Linked DNA regions of Arachis hypogaea: region 1 is linked to region 2. Evidence: chromatin contacts called from public Hi-C data. All regions are on one chromosome and are shown on one strand. The core of a region is the stretch at or near the end of the contact, and the rest is flanking DNA. Distances in the headings are between cores, read along the strand shown. Region 1 has its middle 13 kb from the start of LOC112779013. Region 2 holds the start of LOC140172869 (protein FAR1-RELATED SEQUENCE 5-like).

Region 1 (4,166 bases), core at 926-3,425, 40 kb before region 2:
AAAGGACATCACAAAAAACATATTCGCCAGGGACAAGTACGACAATTAATTAACTAATGATTTCGTTTCATGCTAATTTTTTAATGGTATCATGTCATCTATGCAAGTGATTGCTTAACCATATCCGCTAGTCTTCTCTCTCTTCAAAAACCTTATCATTTTAGTTTTAATCAAAGCATCAATAAATCCCAACAATTCATTTCTTTTGTTTCTTTTGGATGTACAATTAGTTTTGATGTATTTTAATTTAAATATGGAACTTCAATATATAATTATTCACTAATCTTTGTTCTTTTTAACAAAATCGTATCATTTATATGAGTGGTGGTCCAATATTCAATAGTGGGAAAAAATTAGGTCAATAAAAAGTTTGGTCGTTAATTAAAAGGGAAAAAAAGAGGGAATTTAGTTGGATAAACCTGAATCATGTGGTGTTTAAAATAGTAAAACAAAATAAAAGAAGTTTTGACGATGGAATAATTAGTGCAGTTAGTCAAATTTGATTTAGATAATGAAAAAATAAATAACCAATAACCCAATGCAAGTTGATGAGTGTGATGAATAGATTGAACGACATATCTATTTGATGAATGACCACTCACTACTACTCATGCTTTGTGATCACATCTTTCTCTTCTTAGAAAAAATTTAATAAACAACTCCTTTTTATGCTCCATGCTACACTTTGTTCCTTTATATATTTCAGAAAATGAAATTCTGCTATTGGAGTCTTTTCGGTTTGTGTTTGTTCTTGTCATTTTGGAATTCTCTTCTATGCATGCGTGTCTGCCATGGCAGATTCCCGCTGCATCTACTCCATGATTGATTTTATTTTAGTTTTAATTTCTACATATCCTCGGTTACTACTTATAATCCTTATTAAGGCGCATTATTTTTTATGTAAAGTTGATATCTGAAAACTGTTAGATAATAATTTAATTAAACATGTCAAATCATCAAATAATTCTTAACTATTAACTTTATATAAAATAACTGCACATGAATCTCTAGCTAATTCATAATCTTATTAGCATTCATACATGGTTATGCTTAAATATCTTACTGATGGTAACATTTACCTAAATTGTTGAGTTTGAAAGTTGATAGCACATAGTATATATAGTTATTAAAATTGCATTGGACCAATATATAATTGATTCAACTAATAATATCTAAGGTATAATATATTTAAGTTTGATAACTTAAAACTGAACTGAAAAGACTCTAGTTTCTGCTTCAATTGTTAATTCAATTGAACTTCTTCATTAATAAGTATAGTTTTTAAAATAATAGAATCTTATACCCATCTTCCGATTCCTTCATTACCCTCGGCTACAACCTGTGTTATGAATCTATGAATTTTGTCTCTATGAATGACCCCATTCTGATCTCTTGCTTGTTAATGAAATGAATGCAATAAGTGCATCTAAGGTATTATTAGGGTACCCTTTCAATATAATCAAAACTCTTTGGACACTGTTACTAGCTAATAGATAAGTTAGGAAGATTATTTTCAAGTGTACCTTCTCTTATTATAAATTACTTCAAATTTTTACAAGATTTCGTACAGGCTCTTACATCACTTTTTTGTGGGATTTGGTCCTGCATCTGCTGTAATCTTTATGGCATTTGGTCCCATTCCTAATTAATGAATCCAACCTCATAAATATGTGGTTACTTATCTTCTACCCATAATTAATACTAATGGGAAATAAATAAATTAAAAATGGAAGAATTTGTGTTTTCACCTACTTATGAATTCAGTCTAGTCCATTTTGGTATAAAATAAGAGGAGAGTCCTACCTCTATAAAAATTTTATATTCAATTTAAGATTATTTCTGTTTTTCTTTTCTTTTTTTAAAAAAGGAGCCCTTGCCCTTTATCAGGTATTCTTGGTCAAAATGCTTTTTTTCCACGATATAATTATTCTATGTACAAAATAAAATTTAAATTTTTGATGATGTTGATAACAACACAACATATATTTCGTTAAAAATACTGTTGGGCCATAATTGAAAATGTATTATTGGGCCTTAAACTGAGCCTTTGTGGAAATGGTAGAGTAGCTGTGGATTCATCAAAGGGTTTTTTTGCAATGATTAATGCATGAAGATTGTTCAAGATTCAAATGTGCCTTGACAAAAAAAAAAAGATTCAAATGTGCTTTTCTGACCCCCAACACACACAAAGCGGCCCTTTTTATGACCAAAAGACTATAAGAAAAAACAAAATGCTTGTGCTGTTGAAAGGTGAGATACTCCTGACCAGAAACCAAAAAAAAAAAAAAAAAGAAAGAAAGGTGAGATAGATACTAGCCTGAAGGGCACTTGTTTAGTACATATTAGTATTTAACTCACCGAAAATGTATTATAAGTATAAAAATTTGAAATTTTCATCTCTCAGTACCATGGAGAGCTTTTCTCTCTAAAAGAGAGATTCTCGAACTTTGGTTCTCTTTCTCAGGAAGGAATTCTCATCCGCTGAATGATCTTAATCTTTTTAAGTGAGAATCATACCACCCAAACAACTAAACTAATCATGTCAACGCGAGGAGAAGAGCAAGTAGCGACCTATAGCTTGTAATCAATTGAAGGAAGAGTCGTCACGTTCACCACAAACGAGCAAAGAGAATTCAATGAAGACAGCATCAACCTGGTGGAAAAAATATTATTAGAGAAAGAGATTAATTTTAAAACAAGCAATCAGATACTAATGGGTATATGGAAAAATCCGGAAAAAGTGTTTTTTATTGAGATAGGGAAGAATAAGATGCACATAAATTTCAAAGATAAGAAAAAAGGCATTTAAGTTTTGAAGAATGGACCATGGTGTGTGAAGGGATCTCTGCTCAACCTACGACTTTGGGTCGAAGGTGAATCAATTCACAACATAAAACTTGACCACATGGAATTTTAGATTCAAGTACATGGGCTGCCTCTAGAGTTCATCAACAGGAAAACAGCTGAAATAACAGGCAATATGGTGAGAATTTCAATAGAAGTAGAAGGTTCAAAGGTGAAAAATGTGACAGTCAGAACCTTTCTAAGGATAAGGCCAGCGATTAACGTGCATGAGCTACTACCAACGAGATTTTGGATGAATAGGGATAATCCGCCTCAAATATGGATACACTTTAAGTATGAGAGACTGCTGGATTGCTTTTGCTTAAACTGTGGCAAAATTGGCCATAGCAAGAAGGTATGCAAGGAGGAGAAGGCAATGGCGGTATGGAATCTACAAATGACAAAATACTCACCAGATTTAGCAGTTGCACAGGCCAAATAGATAAGATTTTTGGAAGAAAGAAGAGCAGGAATGAGAAAACGAAGGGGCTGGGGGAGACAGAGGCAGTGCGTGTATATAAAACGTGGAGTAGATGGAGTGAAAAAAATTATGACACAGATAGAGGTAGAAAAAGTAATGATGGAGGTCTAAGCAAAAATCCGGCTGAAAAGAGGCAATTAGGCGGCGAAAAGTCAGGAAATGCAACAGATTTAGGGATGAAAGGACATGTGAAAAATATCCCTGAAAATCTGATCCTAGAGAGAGAAAAATATGAAGAGAGAGATCTAGAAATGACAGGGCAGAAAGGGGATATTAGTCAAAACATAAGAAGGTTGAGGGGTATGGGTATAATGGGCTGGAATAGTCAAAGCCCAACAAGAGAAGAGGAGGTAGCTAATAGTTGGGAGAAAACTACTCCTGGTTGCTTCAAGTCCAATAGTAAAGAGACCACACCTAAGAAATATTTCAGCAAACAAGGGAATGAAGAACTTTTTTGGTATAGATTAGAGGATGTTGATCATGATATAACCGTGGGCCCTAAGCACACTATGGGCTCAATCTTCAAGGCAGAGATGGTCAATACAAACAATATTTACTTAGTAAAAGTAGGAGAACAGGTCACAACTAGAGAAAATGCAAAAAATATAGAAGCGGTGAGTGTTATTATAGCAAGTAAGTAAAAGGAGAGATCAGAATTTTTCAAAGGAGAAAACGTCAGGAAAATTGAGACAAGGCATGAAACAAAAACAGAAAAAGTATACTTCGTAGAAATGCCAAAGGAAGAGAATGAAGATGAGCTGGAAGGAGAGGAAATTAATAAAATTTCAGAGGCGCTAGAAACTGAACTGGTGCAGGGGATCAATTGCAACTTAAGGCTGAA
Region 2 (3,691 bases), core at 302-2,801:
GCGGCAAAGAACTGTTCTATGTGCTGCCCACCAAGGAAGAAGTTGCCGCCACCAACCCCTGGGTTCAGCCGGGATAGACTCGAGTTGGTTGCATTTGGTTCGGGGGGTCTCGGTATGTATGGATCCGCACCGCCGGGATTACCAGGTTGAGAGATGCCATGTACAGCCTACAAGTAGATAAACAACTTATTCACATAAGAGGGCTATGGAAGAATAAATTGTACGTTGCGAAGCAAAAGGCAATTCAATAAACATAAGCAACATGTTACGTGGGACCGACACCAACCAAAAAAAGTAAATCACATATAATGTGTCAAGTTTACAACACATACTATATTCAACATGCGTGCATAGATGTATTCCAGCAGATAATATGAATCCAGTTATTCAGTAACCATTGGCTTGTCATATTCCCATCGAATTTTCCAAACCACTGTATCTCACCTTGCATAGGTAAATCACATATAAAAAATAACCCAAAGCATGAAACATACCTCCAAGCAACTACGCCCCGAACGATTCCCACTGGGCTCTCCTGATGATGGATCCCCGACTGTGGCTGATGTCCCTTCTCGGATGCCAGCTTGGCTCATCTCCCTTTGGGACATGCATGTCCTCTTCGTGTGACCGGGAAGCCCACAAGAAGTGCAGCAACACCTCTTCCCCCCAGGCACCGCATTTGTCAAGGACCTCGTTGTTGCGGTAATCTTTCACCACCCTATCCAGGCTCTGAACCAATTCAAGAAGGCTATTTGTGGACTTCAGAAACCCTTTGACGAATGCATTTATGCCCTCACACCTGGAAGTTGTCCTGTAGCCGGCGCAAAAGGTGCCCTGTAGATATGCCGTTGCCCAACTCCGTCTTAATTTGTAGGTGCTTTTAACCCAGCTGTTGTCCATTAATCCCAAGATTTTCACGGTTGTGCTCCAGTACTCCTCAAACTCGGCAACATCAAAGTTTGCATAAACTGCCTTTTTGAAGACCTTCCGAAATTCGGGCTCCTTCACCCTTAAGACACAGTTTTTTTCCAAGTGCCACCCGCATAGGCGATGCCTAGCTGACTGAAGCACATCCGCAATCGCTGCCCACATGGCTTTATCCCCGTCGGTGACCACAACAGAAGGCTTCTTGTTTTCCATGACATCAAGCATATTCAGCAACACCCATCTATATGTACGGACCTTCTCGTCCTCTAGCAACGCGAATCTGAAAATTGCCATCTGCTTGTGATGATTTGATGTAGAGAACACCACTAGAGGCCTCTTGTACTTGTTGGACCTATATGTTGCATCAAATGCAAGGACGTTACCGAACAGCTGGTAATCCGCCATCATCTGCCCATCCGCCCAGAAAAGGCTGCCAAGTTGATCCCCTGTTGTTTTCGTATATCTAGCGACAGTCATCATGTCCGCGTTGGCCTTGCCTTCCAAATAACTTATTGCTGCTGCCGCGTCTCCGTCATTAATTTGTGCTATTCATTGGCTGTGAACGTAATTATACAGATCCCTCTTCGTAAACTGAAGCATCCCGTACCCCCCTGACTGCCCGGCCATGTACGCCATAATCTTCGAGGTCGCAATCCCAAACTTTTTTAGACTATCAACTTGAGCCTTATCACTTTCACTCAGATTCCGATGACTGGGAATAAGATGAGTAAACACGGTTGTAGCAAGAGGGTGGTTATGGTTGTCGTCTATCCTCCGGACTTTCCATACCTGATCTTGCAAATCATAGTAAATTTTCAGCTTCGCTGAACAACCCGTGCAACTCTTCGGCTTCTCCTCCCTTACTCTTTCTGGACAATCGTAGTGTTTCCCATGCCTTGTACCTTGACGGTGACAAAAAAGTCTTGTCTTACCAAAACACCGTTCATTCGAGCCACATCACCCTTCCTTACACCAGACCCCCTGAGCCTGGCAAACTGTTTGTATGCCGCATAAGCCTCTTCCTCAGTACTAAACACTTTGTCCAAGAAATCCTCTGTGGACCTAAAACTGGGAGCATCACCCACACATGTCTCCTGGCCTGGGCCAACCCCGTTCCTGTGGGTTTCGTCACCCGTTTCAGCCGTCTCGGAGTCATTCTCGTAGGAGTCATCCTCGTCATCCCCACTCGAAGAAGTGATACGAAAATACTCCTCCTCACTAAGCCCGCCCGAATCATCCTCTCCAACGGTGCACTGCAAGTTCGAATCCATCTTTGACAAGAAAAGAAGTCATTCACCTGGAAGATGGTTAGTCGGCAAGTAACTTATCATGACTTACTATGCAACTTAATTAAACACCCTCATCGGAATAAGTACTTAAAACAGGCTAAGCATACTTAAATAGAAAAACCAAACTTCATACAACAACGAGTGTTCCTCACGCTACATTTACTACACATCGATCGATGCAATTAGTAGTCCCAGACGGGAAACATGGTGTGACAATCTCAAATCGAATACAAAGTAACAACCAGCAAATATTTAAATAATTATATAGACAGCAACTCTCCGCTTATAAATGATACTACGTATTTTAACGCACACTGAATAACCGGTAAACTCATCAACAATGCCACAACACCAACATACTTACATATAGTCGGGTCCAACCTGGGGACAGGGTGTGGATACCATGAATAATCTTTATCAATTTCAGCCAACCCTCAACACTTGCTTTCTGTCCAATTTATTCAGCCTGAATGAATGGATTATTTGAGCAATGCAGCAAAGTTATCCACATGGTCAAAATAATAAAGAATAACAACAATAAGTGTTTTCAATTGAGATCATAACAAGAACAAAAAAAAAAGGAGTGGGAGCCATGCTCTATCACAACATTAGTATAAGAAATGTTTTCTTTGCCAAAAAAGAAAAGAAAATAGTCTTTCTTACGATAGGGACCGCTGATGTGGGAACCTACATTGAATACAACTAATTCAGCACCTCCTCTTACATAATATATTTTACTTATTATTGACTTATCAAAAATTAAAAAAAAATAATAGCCTAATGCCATACAAACAAAACTAGCACAACATAAGACATAACTCACGTTACTCAACCAATGGAACATGTAAACGGTATAGCTAGTCTTTTAAGCCAACTCTCACGCTATAAATCACATGATTTTTTTATTCGTACCTTCGGTGTGAGAAAGACATTGCATACTAATACACTGAAACTTTCCATCTTTTTAAATATGACTACTAAAGACTATTCAATTGTTACTTGCACGATCTACGATCGCCCAGTACACATCCACAAACATGTCAAACAATTTTGTATGAACCCTATTCTCTATCACAATTAACTTCTTTTTCTTCGTAATCTCATTTTTGTTCTTACAATGTTGGCAAATCCATAAAAAGGTACCTTAAAGACAACATTGAAGCATGGCAATGTGTAGATGACTCACTTCATGTGTTCTATGCAATGACTAGCTACGGTAAGAAAGGAACACCTGAATGTCAAACATAAAAACACAAAGAGGGACGAGAAATTTCATGCGACAAGTAGCAATTGTAAATCAATCCCAAAACTCTATAACACCAACAACTCAGTATTCAGGTTGAACGAGACAAGTTGACATTCTAGTCGTAGAAATTCAAAAGGAGGAAAGCATAAAGGCAATAACATATACAACAAAACTGGATAAACCACGTACCTCATGCTTCTAGCCGAAACCAAAGCCAGACACAATGCAA

What was found. Hi-C and Micro-C count contacts between places; a contact is called where the count stands out from the background.
Region 1: a Hi-C map of an unstated tissue shows a contact between it and region 2, with 5 times the contacts expected there. The contact joins the enhancer-like site here to the promoter of LOC140172869 in region 2. A contact is called at or near these places in 5 of 8 Hi-C or Micro-C datasets (leaf and an unstated tissue).

The regions. Positions count from the first base shown.
Region 1 is chr19:147,576,995-147,581,160 of arahy.Tifrunner.gnm2.J5K5, reverse strand. No RefSeq gene overlaps it. Among protein-coding and RNA genes, the nearest start is that of LOC112779013, 13 kb to the left of the region's middle. Within about 2 kb of position 2,175, at least 3 of the 3 cell types and tissues checked have open chromatin away from gene starts, as enhancers often do.
Region 2 is chr19:147,537,217-147,540,907 of arahy.Tifrunner.gnm2.J5K5, reverse strand. It overlaps LOC140172869 (protein FAR1-RELATED SEQUENCE 5-like), which reads right to left and starts at 1,551. Exons shown (of 3, transcript XM_072226631.1): 1 at 495-1,551; 2 at 1-167. The coding sequence starts at 1,407. The coding sequence ends at 505. It overlaps LOC114925911 (a long non-coding RNA gene), which reads right to left. Exons shown (of 2, transcript XR_011876962.1): 1 at 3,652-3,691; 2 at 2,304-2,682.